Regions from separate parts of the Macaca mulatta genome. Here region 2 is linked to region 1. A link is a contact called in public Hi-C data. All regions are on one chromosome and are shown on one strand. The core of a region is the stretch at or near the end of the contact, and the rest is flanking DNA. Distances in the headings are between cores, read along the strand shown. Region 1 holds the start of METTL4 (methyltransferase 4, N6-adenosine). Region 2 holds the start of SMCHD1 (structural maintenance of chromosomes flexible hinge domain containing 1).

Evidence for each region. Hi-C and Micro-C count contacts between places; a contact is called where the count stands out from the background.
Region 2: a contact with region 1 is called in a Hi-C map of liver, with 2.6 times the contacts expected there. The contact joins the promoter of SMCHD1 here to the promoter of METTL4 in region 1. A contact is called at or near these places in 2 of 14 Hi-C or Micro-C datasets (blood and liver).

The regions. Positions count from the first base shown.
Region 1 is chr18:73,817,955-73,824,161 of T2T-MMU8v2.0, forward strand. METTL4 (methyltransferase 4, N6-adenosine) reads right to left here and starts at 1,292. Exons shown (of 9, transcript XM_001087322.5): 1 at 935-1,292. NDC80 (NDC80 kinetochore complex component) reads left to right here and starts at 1,323. Exons shown (of 17, transcript NM_001265902.1): 1 at 1,323-1,463; 2 at 2,748-2,857; 3 at 4,763-4,840. The coding sequence starts at 2,757.
Region 2 is chr18:73,901,555-73,906,898 of T2T-MMU8v2.0, forward strand. It overlaps SMCHD1 (structural maintenance of chromosomes flexible hinge domain containing 1), which reads left to right and starts at 1,996. Exons shown (of 48, transcript NM_001258166.1): 1 at 1,996-2,315. The coding sequence starts at 2,130.

The sequences.
Region 1 (6,207 bases), core at 42-2,541:
CTTGAATTTGGTGCCTACTTTGGTTTTGGTGCTGCTGCTTCTCAAGATCCTCAGCAGGGATTAAGAACTTGGGGTGCACAGCAGGAGTATCAGGAAATTGTCAGGCTTGACTTCCTGGCAAATTGCTGCCAGTACCACTAAATGCTGAACTGTGGATGTATACCGAAATACAAGCAATTCTTTCTGTACTAAAGTTTTTTTAAATTTCATATTTGTGTAAAACCACCTTTTGAAGCAACAACTATCTAGTCTGAAAAGCAAACGATGTTTCCATTAATATTTTCTGGGGAAAACATTAGTGCTAAGGATTTAACAATCTGTAGGTAAAGTTTAAGCTAACAGTATTCCACAAGGAGACTTTCTATTATCGGGCTGTTGTCTAATTTTAATACAATTTTTATATTAATATAATCCTTGGTTCCTCCCCATCCCCTTCATAGGCCACAGCTGAGGTCAAATGGTCCTGGAATGGCTAGTGAAAGCTAGAAATTCAGAAGGGAAAATTGAAACTCAGAGCAGAAAGGCAACCTGCCCAAAAATAACAACGCTAGTTAATGGCACAATTGCTACCAGACCCAAGTATCCAGACTTCCTGGAGCTGTGAGATCTTTCATCACCACCACTCTCCAGGTACCAGGCAGTGCCTGTTTCTGGGTTCAAACTCACAGCAGTGAGGAAATCCTATTTTAGCAAAGTGATTTACTGTTACCGTTCTTAGTGTACCCCTCTCCTGCGTCTCTGCTTCACATCCACTCTCTCGCCGCCCGCCCCCAACCACTCGGATTCTTCCTAGCCTCTCACAGGTCAGCCACCACTAGAGGACTGTGAGACACCGGCAAGTGATCAAATACTGACCCCGAATTTCGGCGGCAGCCGTACCAACGCAATCCTTGGAGCCCACCGCCCCCACTCCGCAGCCCCTCTCCCACCTCACCTCTTCCCTTGTCAGAGAAGCGGACGCCGCCTTCCCAGACTCTCCTATGAAAACAGCACCCATCTAAATACTGATCATGAAAAACGCCCCTTTCAGTCCACAGAAAAAAAAGCTTTCTTCTTTACTAAGAGTCCACGGGCGCCGCCATGTTGCTGTACGGAAAAACGTTTCCAGGGCTAGTTGGAGCGCTCAGGCTGCCCACGGGTCTTCAGACCTAACTTTAGGGGTCGTGCCCTAAAGACGGGGTCCGACCTCGAAGGGACGCTTACACTGTCCCACAGACACCAGTTTTGGGTGAGGCGGCTGGGCGCGACCAGCACACATACTTCCAGAGACCAGGCGGTCGCAGGAAAGTTACGGAGCGCGTCGTGCGTAATGACGTCAGCGCCGGCGGAGAATTTCAAATTCGAACGGCCTTGGCGGGCTGAGGAAGGAGCTGGTGTTTTGATGACTGCTGTCCTATCTAGCGGATACTTGCACGGTTTACAGAAATTTGGTCCCTGAGTCGTGTCAGGAAACTGGATAAAAGGTGACTGATGACATTGGATTAACTTTGTTTCTGCAGAACTGTTCTGGATGAAGAAAGTAATGGCGCAAATGACTTCAATTTAGAGGTCCTAAGGCAATGTTTTGGTGTGTGTGTGCTGTTGAGAGAAGCCTCGAGGCCAAAACTGTGCGAGGCGCTGGTTTCATGGGGTCCATTAAATTTCTAGTGGCAACGATTTCCCAAGGAGGAAAGAGAAGGGCCTGGGGAACACTGATGAGGAGTGGAGGCTCGGGAGAGGAAACGGGGAAGGATTGAAGGGGGCGGAAAGAGATGGACAAGAGAGGATGCGTTGGGTGGGTTGCGTCCAAATACTAGTGTAGCTTCTTAGTGGCCGTGTAGGACTGCGTAGAAGTCTTCATCTTAAATCATGAGAGTACACTGTAAGTGGAGATTAAACGTGGACACACAGGTGTGGGTGGAAAAGTTGAATAGATGAACAAGCGCACATCGAAGAAGAAATAGGCGGCCAAAACCAAGAAGAGTGTAATCAGTGTAAAAAATTAAGGAGTACCCAGAGAAGTAAAAGGATTGTCACCTTCCTGAAAGCCAGGGCAGGACCTGAGAAGTCTGGGTGCAGAGATGAGACTGGATCAAAAGTTTTGTCAATCATGTGTATCCTAGGAGACAACCTGTTTAGCAGATGTGAAGGGAGTGACCTGTTATTGTGGCTTGTAAAAGGAGGCAGCCTATAGACCATTTTATGGACCAGGTGATTTATCCTTGTTGAAGGGGAGATTGATGCCAAAAGGGCAGTAATTGAGAAACAATGGGTTAAGGATAGAGCAGGAGAGATTGACATTAGGAAAACAGAATAGTTCCATTCTCTGAAACAAAAGAAAAGGAAACATTTTGAGATGAATAAGAGAATTTGAGGTAATTTTTTTGTCTTCCTATTGAAGTACGCACAGCCAACAGCAGTGATGTGGTCTGGGTAATAGACAGGGCTTTAGCTACCACGGATACCTTTGTGAAGGCAAAAACCGTAACTTACTCATCTTTGCATCTCCTGCATTGCCTAGCACACTCCCTTATACATAGTGGGCAGTTAATAAATGTTTATGTTGAATATTTTTAAATGGAATTAAATAGATGTTCCCTGCAAATGAGAACTTCAGTGCACATTAACAAATACAGATACCCCAGGGGAAAGATGATCCTGAAGAAACGATGAAACTTGACTGCCTTTCTGTTTAAGGATAAATAGTTGCTTAATGTACCATCTCTGTCTGGAAAGGTTTTTTTTTAATACTGAATTCGTGAATGTAGGTCATCAGCATGAAGCGCAGTTCAGTTTCCACCGGTGGTGCTGGCCGCCTCTCCATGCAGGAGCTAAGATCCCAGGATGTAAATAAACAAGGCCTCTATACCCCTCAAACGTGAGTATTTCCCTTGTGGTTCCAGCTTGCATGCCTTACCATCTTAAGCCAAGCAATCATCAAAATAGTTAATACAAATATGTAATATGAGTGATGTCTTGGTGAATCTTGTCTGTTCCCAGGGGTACCTAATTTTAGATCAATGAAATCTAAAAGTGGACATGATACTCTGCTAGGTGTTGTGTGTCTCATTTATTTCTTAAATTCGCAAAGCCAAATGCTTTACCAGGCACCCCCTAAAAAGACTGTTAATTCTTCTTCAGTACTCTGTTATTTTCCCCTTTTATGCTAGAGCTACTTGTTTAAGCGGACTCTGTGCTGTAACTTACAGTTCACTGAGGTATCTCCAATTAGCAAAGCTTCAGTCAAATCAGAGCAAAATTATTTGCTCTCATAATAAGGTATAATATAGTAACAGCCTACAAAACACCACTCCCCCAAACTCATTCCTCAAGATCTGCTGGAAAAAATATCTGAAAGAACTTGCTATCATAAAACTATAGTTTTTCATTATGAGTGATTATCTTCCAGATAAGAGAAGGCGATCTGTAAGCCATTGTAGAGCTGTGTAAATTCTTCTCTAGGACCGAGGTACGAATTACTTGCTGTTTTTAAATTAGTTGGATTTACATAGCATGAGCCTATGCTACTTTTAGAAATCTGAAATATTTATATATTTTTCCTTTTGAATACTGTAAACCAGGAAAATTTTTGTGCTGTTATACATTACTTATGCCAAAAAGACGTTATGCCTTTAATTGTATTAGAAGCTAAAAGGTCACCATTGTTTTTTGCCTGCAGTTTAGATAATGTAATAAGTGCAGCTACATTCTGATACAGAGTAGGTTCTAAAAGAAAAAAAAAATGTAAATGTGGTTAAGATAATGGAAATCATAATGTAGATAGGATTTTTGTTCAGGAGAGAAGCCAAAGATTTAAATCTGCATAACAAGCCTTACCTTCGACCATTTTGTCTTAACTGGACTTCCTACCTACACTTTTCTTTGTCTTGGCAAATAAGTGAAATAAGCCGGGAATAGACAATTAAACAGCACATGTTCTCATAGGTGAAAGCTGAAAAAAGTTTATCTCATAGAAGTAAAAAATAAAATGGATGCTACAGGCTGGGAAGGGTAAAGAGAAGAGGGAAATAGGGAGAGATCTGTGAAAGGACACAAAATTATAGCTAAATAGGAGGAATAAGTTCTGTTGTTCTATAGCACTGTATAACGACTATAGTTAACAATAACATATTGTATAGTTTTAAATAGCTAGGAGAATATTGACTGTTCCCAACACAAAGAAATGATAAATATTTGAGATGATGGATATGGTAATTACCCTGATCTGATCACTGTACATTATATGTATCACAGCATCACTATCTACCCCATAAATTGGTATAATTATGTGTCAATTTTTAGTTTTTTCTGTTAATTTAAAATTAGAAAGTAATAATAATAATGATATTTAGGCCTGAAAGTATGTTCTGTGTCTTTGAGTTACAAATTTTCTATCTTGTTCTTTACCTTCAGGGGTGTTTTTCACCTTGTTTTTACCCTTTGGAAATGCAAATTTAGGGTAGAAAATGTTTAGATAGTTATTAAAAATGAGATGAGTAAAACAGACCATGCTGAGGTTAAAACAAAGACTAAATCTACCACAGGGTACATATGCCAGAGGGACCTCTGCTGGTCCCCCAACATTACAAGCATTATAACTTATAGTACCGTGTGTAGCCCATCCTGTTTGTGACAGCTTTCATGACTGCTAAACATTTTTATGATTTTTGAATTATTTTTATATGTAGTGGGGAAGAGTTGTTGGTTCTAACATATTTCTAAAAGTTTCTCAGGCTAATTTTTATTTTTATTTTAAAGAGTTGTTTTCTATTTTTCTTTAAAGCAAAGAGAGACCAACCTTTGGAAAGTTGAGTATAAACAAACCAACATCTGAAAGAAAAGTCTCACTATTTGGCAAAAGGTAATTATATTTTTTATTAGCTCTAATAAAGGGATTCTTATAGCCATACATTGTTGCCCTCAGAGAACAAATACATTAAATGACGTGGTTCCTTTCGAGAGAAAAGTTATAATCTAGTTTTCCTCTGATTTTAAATGGTTAAAATTTTAGGTTATATCTGCTTTAGACACTATAGCTAACACATTCAGACCACTTTCATTGTTACAAGTAAATAGTTGATCGAAAATTCTATACCTAGCTTTCAGACACAGTGGAGTCATCACATTTTAAAATAAGGAGTGGCCAGGCATGGTGGCATACCTGTAATCCCAGCACTGTGGGAGGCTGAGATGGGAGGATTGCTTGAGTCCAGGAGTCCAAGACCAGCCTGGGCAACACGACAAGACTCTGACTCTACATTTTTTTAATTAGCCAGGCAGGCATGTAGACCAGGTGCAGTGGCTCACACCTGTAATCCCAGCACTTTAGGAGGCTGAGATGGGGGGGCTGAGATGATCTTGAGTCCAAGAGTTCAAGACCACCCTGGGCAACATTGCAAGACCCTGTCTTTACAAAAAAAAAATTGTTTTTAATTAGCCAGGTGTGGTGGCTCACACCTGTAATCCCAACACTTTGGGAGGCCAAGGCGGGCAGATCACTTGAGTTCAGGAGTTCAAGACCCAGCTAGGCAACATGGTGCAACCCCGTCTCTACAAAAAATACAATTATTAGCCGGGGGCAGTGGCACATGCCTGTAATCCCATTTACTTGGGAGGCTGAGGCAAGAGGATCACGTCAACCCAGGAGGTGGAGGGTGCAGTGAGTTGAGATCGTACCAGTGAACTCCACCCTGGGTGACAGTGAAACTGTGTCTCAAAAAAAAACTTTTTTTAATTTAAAAATTAGCCAAGCATCATGGTGCACGCCTATAATCCTAGCTACTCAAGAGGCTTAGGCAGGTTTGCTTGAGCCCAGAAGGTCGAGGCTCCAGTGAGCCTTGTTAGTGCCACTGCACTCCAGCCTAGGCAACAGAGAAACACCCTGTCTCAAAAAAATAAATGTAAAATGAAAAAACATCATCTAGTCCAACATTTTAGTCTTTTTTTACAGTCTAAAAGGTTAATGAGAACTCCACAGTGCTTTTGTTTTATGGGCTATATCTGTCTAAATTAACTGTAGTAGAAAGTAAAACTGAGAAAAATTTAAAATATATATTCAATTTAAAATAACAATCCATTACATGGTAACATAAATAACATGTTTTCAACTTTTAAAAAACATATTTTCAAAAATATAACAATTTCAGTAAGAAGAGTGACATTGTTATACGTTTTTGCAAATCTCTTACGGCTTAATAGCAGACAGCTAGATTCTAATACTTGCTTCTG
Region 2 (5,344 bases), core at 746-3,245, 84 kb after region 1:
AATTAAGGAACTGGGTCATTTCAAACGCTTTTATTTACTTGTGATGAAAATTAAATAAATAACAAACTCATCATCTTTCTTTGATAAAAAAATTGTTTGATATTCTGAGAACAAAAGTGATGCCATACTGCCATTAATAAACTGATTCAGACTCGATCTCTCAACAAGATAAGACATCAATGTTACCACTAAGAGCTGCCCATAATACTGCAGTACACTTCTCTGGCACCATTAAAAAAAAAATCTCTTAGAGATGATCGTGAAATCTCTTCTAAAGACATGAAAGAGGTGTGCTTGTATAATTTGGTATTACAGAGAAATGAGAAATTGCCCTGATGACGAACCTCCAGCTCTAATCTCAATTTGCTGAAGTAGAGAGGCAATTCATCTTACCCATTAACTAAGAATTAGAAAAACAATCTGTGTTTTTCTTTGAGTCATTTAACTCAAACACCGCTATATAAAGGAATAGAAAGAGACATTCGCATGAATTTGAAAGGTAAATAAAACATCAGACTTCAAAGAAATCCCATTAGAATCAGGGATTACTTTTTTGTTTTCTCTTCCTCCACCTCCACCTTAAGGAACATACACATCATTTGGCCACAATTTATGTCTTTCCAATTTTATCTTCCACCATCTACCGCTCAGTTTTCCCCACTTCTAGCCAAACGATTTATGTTCCCCAAACACGCCTTCACAATTTCGTTCCAATTGGTGTCTACCTCTAGCATATGTGTAGTCAATTATACATACATACGCCACGACCTTGAAACGTCTTGACATCAACAAGCAAATCTAGGTTTCTAACGTAACACTTTTACCTGTAAGTCTGTCCATACAACGTTTTAGCAAACCTAGTAAAACAGAAAACGCACTATTATCCAGGCTTATAGTCTGAGATTTGAAAAACCCAGAAACCTTTGGGTTTCTGAATTTACATATCACTCTCAAGTATACAATAGTCACGACTTCTAAGAATTGGAGAGTAAACCTAGTCTTCTAACAATGGCATTTTATTTGTTGAGTTAGGGCACTACCTGCCCATGATAAGGATAGTCAAAGAAACGTTGCCCAGTAATGACGATTAAAGGCTTTTATTGAAAACGCATTAGGCCTTATGAATTTTGCGAAGATCTAATTTAACCCCAGTAACTGTGGCGTGGATTCTTTCACAATTTACAGGTACGTGGGAGACCGCGAAGCGCAGGTAGCGAGAAAACTAGGGCACTGGAGTCACCCCCGCACCCCGAATGCCGTCGGCGCTCCAGAGACCCCAGAGGGTGCGGGCGGGGACGCTGTGACGTCACAGAGTGCCCTTCTGACGTTCTCACGGACCAGCTTCGCGGTGCTCGCTTCGGGGGACTCTGCACCCGGCGAGTACCGCGGGCCTGAAGCTTCCCGCCACCGCGTCCACGCGACCCAGCCGCAGAGGGCTTAGCCAGCCGGCGCGGCGCCGCGAGCTCGACACCTATAAGCTCAGTCAGGATCATGGCGAGGCGGGAAGCCAGCGGGGCCCTTTCCGCCGAAAGAACACAGCTCTTCGGGAGATTCCCCCGCTGCCCCCGAGCCCTGCTCTCCAGGCTCGGCTTCTGAGGACAACCCGCAGGGCGCAGGCGCCCGCGAAGGACTCAGCCTCCCTCCAACTCCGCGAGGACCGAGGAGGCGGGCCCCGGGCGCGCGCGCGCGGAGAAGCCCCGCCCCTGCCCGCGCGGCCTGCTGGATTCGCTCCGCCCCCTCGCTGCCGCCCGCCACCCGCCACCCCTCTTCCTCCTGCGCCACAGTCCCGGCGGCGGCTCTGGTCGCAGGTCGCACCGGGAGGCTCGCGTAGGCGGCGATAGGCGCTGGGCCCGGGCCCGGTGAGGAGCGCGCCGCGCGTCCCCTTCTCCTCAGGAGTGGCGGGGCGCGGAAGTGACGTGGTGCACGGGCAGGAGCGCGTTTGAATCGGTTCCCGGGTGATCCTCGCGCCTGCCGCTGCTCGGCCGCCGCCGCTGAGGAGGAGCTGCAGCGCGCCGGGCCGAGGCCTCGAGCCGCCCTGGGAGCTGGAGCTGAGGCGCCGCGCGGAGCGCGCACCTCAGCCCTGAGCCTGGCGGCGGCCGGCATCGCTGTCTTTTCTCCTTCTCCCCAATATGGCAGCGGCGGACGGCGGCGGGCCCGGCGGGGCCTCTGTGGGGACTAAGGAGGATGGCGGAGGCGTCGGCCACAGGACGGTGTACTTGTTTGACCGGCGCGAAAAGGAGTCCGAGCTCGGGGACCGGTCTCTGCAGGTCGGGGAGCGCTCGGACTACGCGGGATTTCGCGCCTCTGTGTGTCAGGTACGCGGAGGGGCGAGGAAGGGATGTGCGTGTAGACTTGGGGGTGGGAGGGTGACGAGAAACTCAACTTGCTCACCGAGGGCAATAAACCTGTCACCCGGTCCTGGTCCTGCGGCCTTGGCTTCTCCCTCCCAGGTGCCCGCCATGTCCGTGACCTGGTGGCCGGACGCGTCGGGCGGGCCCTGGCCCGGGCCTCGGAGTGCAGAGCCGGCTCCTCCGTGGCCTTCCCTCTGCCTCCGCTCCTTCCACGGGAGGCCTTGCGGCCCCGGGTTGAGACCTCAGCGTGTGTGGGCCCTGGGCGCGCTTAGCCGGATCGCGGCCCTGCAGTCTAGGGAAAGCCGTTGGTGTCTGTTTTTACTTTGTAACTTTTTTAAAACGAGAGAAGGGAGTTAACACCCAGGGGCTCTGCTGTGAGTGTTGCGACGGTGAGAAGTTGTGAAATTCCTGGAGTCGATCTCCCCCGAGTTCGTTAGATGATGCGGGGTGTCCCCGGGTTGCCCTGTCAAGGTTGCAGGTCCTTCTGGGGCGGGGCCGGGTGGAGGGGAGTCCTTCCGCACGGAGACACTTGTCCAGGTCAGCTCTGCAGGTAGAGCTGGCCTTCTGATGTGCTGAGCCCTAAGCCTTGGGAATTCCTAAACCGAGTCAGAGGTTGGTGTGGGTGACTGCGGGACACCAGAGAACGTATCTACCCCGTGTATTGGTTTGCTTTAAAAATCAACGTGTAGGGAAATCTGCTTTAAACTGTGATGTACTTTATAGATATGAGGTGGTGGCATTGCCTGAGCTTAGAAGAAGGAATATTGTCATGCTCTGAATTAACCACATGAGGTCCCTTTTTAAGCTGTTAAGAACACTTAGCTTCCAAAGAAAAAAAAGAACTTTGAAGCGGTGTTTTGTCTTGAGGCTGATAAGTTTAGAAATGTTCTAGACCATATAACTGTATGGTTGCTGAAATAATTGAAATTATGATCCGTAGAATGCAAACGATTTGGGACGTAAGGCCTTTCTTTTGTTCACAGCTGTAGTCCCAGCGTCTAGAACTGTGCCTGCCACATTGTAAATGCCCAGATTAGAATGGATAAATGAATGAAGACAAAAACCTATGTACTCAAGTTAATTCTGTGCCTGAATGTAGTAGATTCCCTTTGTGTTTGAAAGGTGAATGAATGCTCTTTTTTGTTGAATGTTTTGTATTCAGAACCATTCTACAAAAAGGAAACTTTTTACGTTTATTATGTTTATTGTAAAAATATCAGTAAAGAAAATATGGACGGGGGGGAGAAAGTAAATATTTTACTCGCTGTAAAACTGCTGTATGACTACTCTTAGCACCTGAGAGTACTCTTCTCAGCCTTCCTCCTCCTTCACACTCCATTTTTTAAATTACTAAAATCTGTGTTTTATATTCTTTAATTTTTTCACTTAATAGTGTCAGAAGTGTCTTTTAATGTAGGTCTTCAAGTCAAAATTTGAAATAGTCCATTTGCTACCACTATTTACGTAACCAAATCTCTCCTTTCTGTTGAAGTTTACATTACTTTTAATTTTTTTTATTTTAACTAATTCATTTTAGCTATAATGAATATTTTCCCAGGCTCAGATATGCCCGGGCTCAGGTGATCCTCCCACCTCAGTCTCCCAAGTAGCCACCACGCCCAGCTATTTTTTTTTTTTTCGTATTTTTCGTACATACGGGGTTTTTGCTGTGTTGCCCAGGCTCGTCTCGACCTCATGGGCTCAAGAGGTCCACCTGCCTCCCGAAGTGCTGGGATTACTGGTGTGAGCCCCTGCACCCGGCGGAAAAACGTCTTTTAATACATAGCCTTTTTTTTTTTTTTTTTTTTTGAGACGGAGTCTCGCTCTGTCTCCCAGGCTGGAGTGCAGTGGCCGGATCTCAGCTCACTGCAAGCTCCGCCTCCCAGGTCCACGCCATTCTCCTGCCTCAGCCTCCCGAGTAGCTGGGACTACAGGCGCCCGCCACCTCACCCGGCTAGTTTTTTTTGTATTTTTTAGTAGAGACGGGGTTTCACCGTGTTAGCCAGGATGGTCTCCATCTCCTGACCTCATGATCCGCCCGTCTCGGCCTCCCAAAGTGCTGGGATTACAGGCTTGAGCCACCGCGCCCGGCCAATACATAGCCTTTTATGTCTTTATTATTGCTTGCTTAGTTTGAAATCTTAGAACTGGATCAAAGATGAGACATATCTTTAAAGCTCTTGTTTCGTATTTTAAAATTGCTTTTTGAAAATGTTTTGCTACTTTACCCTTCCTCTAGAAATGCACTATTTCCCTCTTTTTTCTTGTAAGATGTCTCGGTAACTCTTAGATAAATAGAGGAAGTATAAGTGGCCTATTATTACAGAAGTATAAACACAGTCTTGGAGATGGTGACTCATTACTCAGATAGTAAAACTCAAGTTAGTATTCAAACCCAGAACCTCTGTTCGTTCTGTTATACTCCTCAAATGGCATTCTTTGTTGTAGGGAACAGATGTATTTATTCCTTCCTTCAATATTTCAACTGGAAAACCAAGGAAAATATTTCTTTTAACTAATTATTTTCCTCCTTCCTCCCACTTTATCCTGCTAGAAAACATTTTAAATTTAGTTAAAAATGAGAGGAACCAACTAGTAAGAAAAAAGAAGGCTGGGAAGGCTAACTTTTTTGTTGTTAGACTTCTTTTAAGCATTATTAGATTACGCCTCTGATCCCATAACTTTGTCTCCATTACGTACTCGAAGAATTGAATTAAGTCATTGAATTAATAATCTGAGATTACATGGTCAACAAGCAGTGAAACTGGGTTTGGAATTTAGGTCAGTTTGATTCCAAAGCGCATATATATATATATACATATATATATATTTTTTTCTTTTCTTCTTTTTCACTACTCCACACTCTTTATTAGAATCATCACTTTTGTCCCTAGGGGAAGAGACAAAATAATATACTAAAGTTTTTGTTAAAATGTAAATTAAACCAATAAATGTTTGTAGTGTCAGGCACTATTATGGATGATCCTAAACTT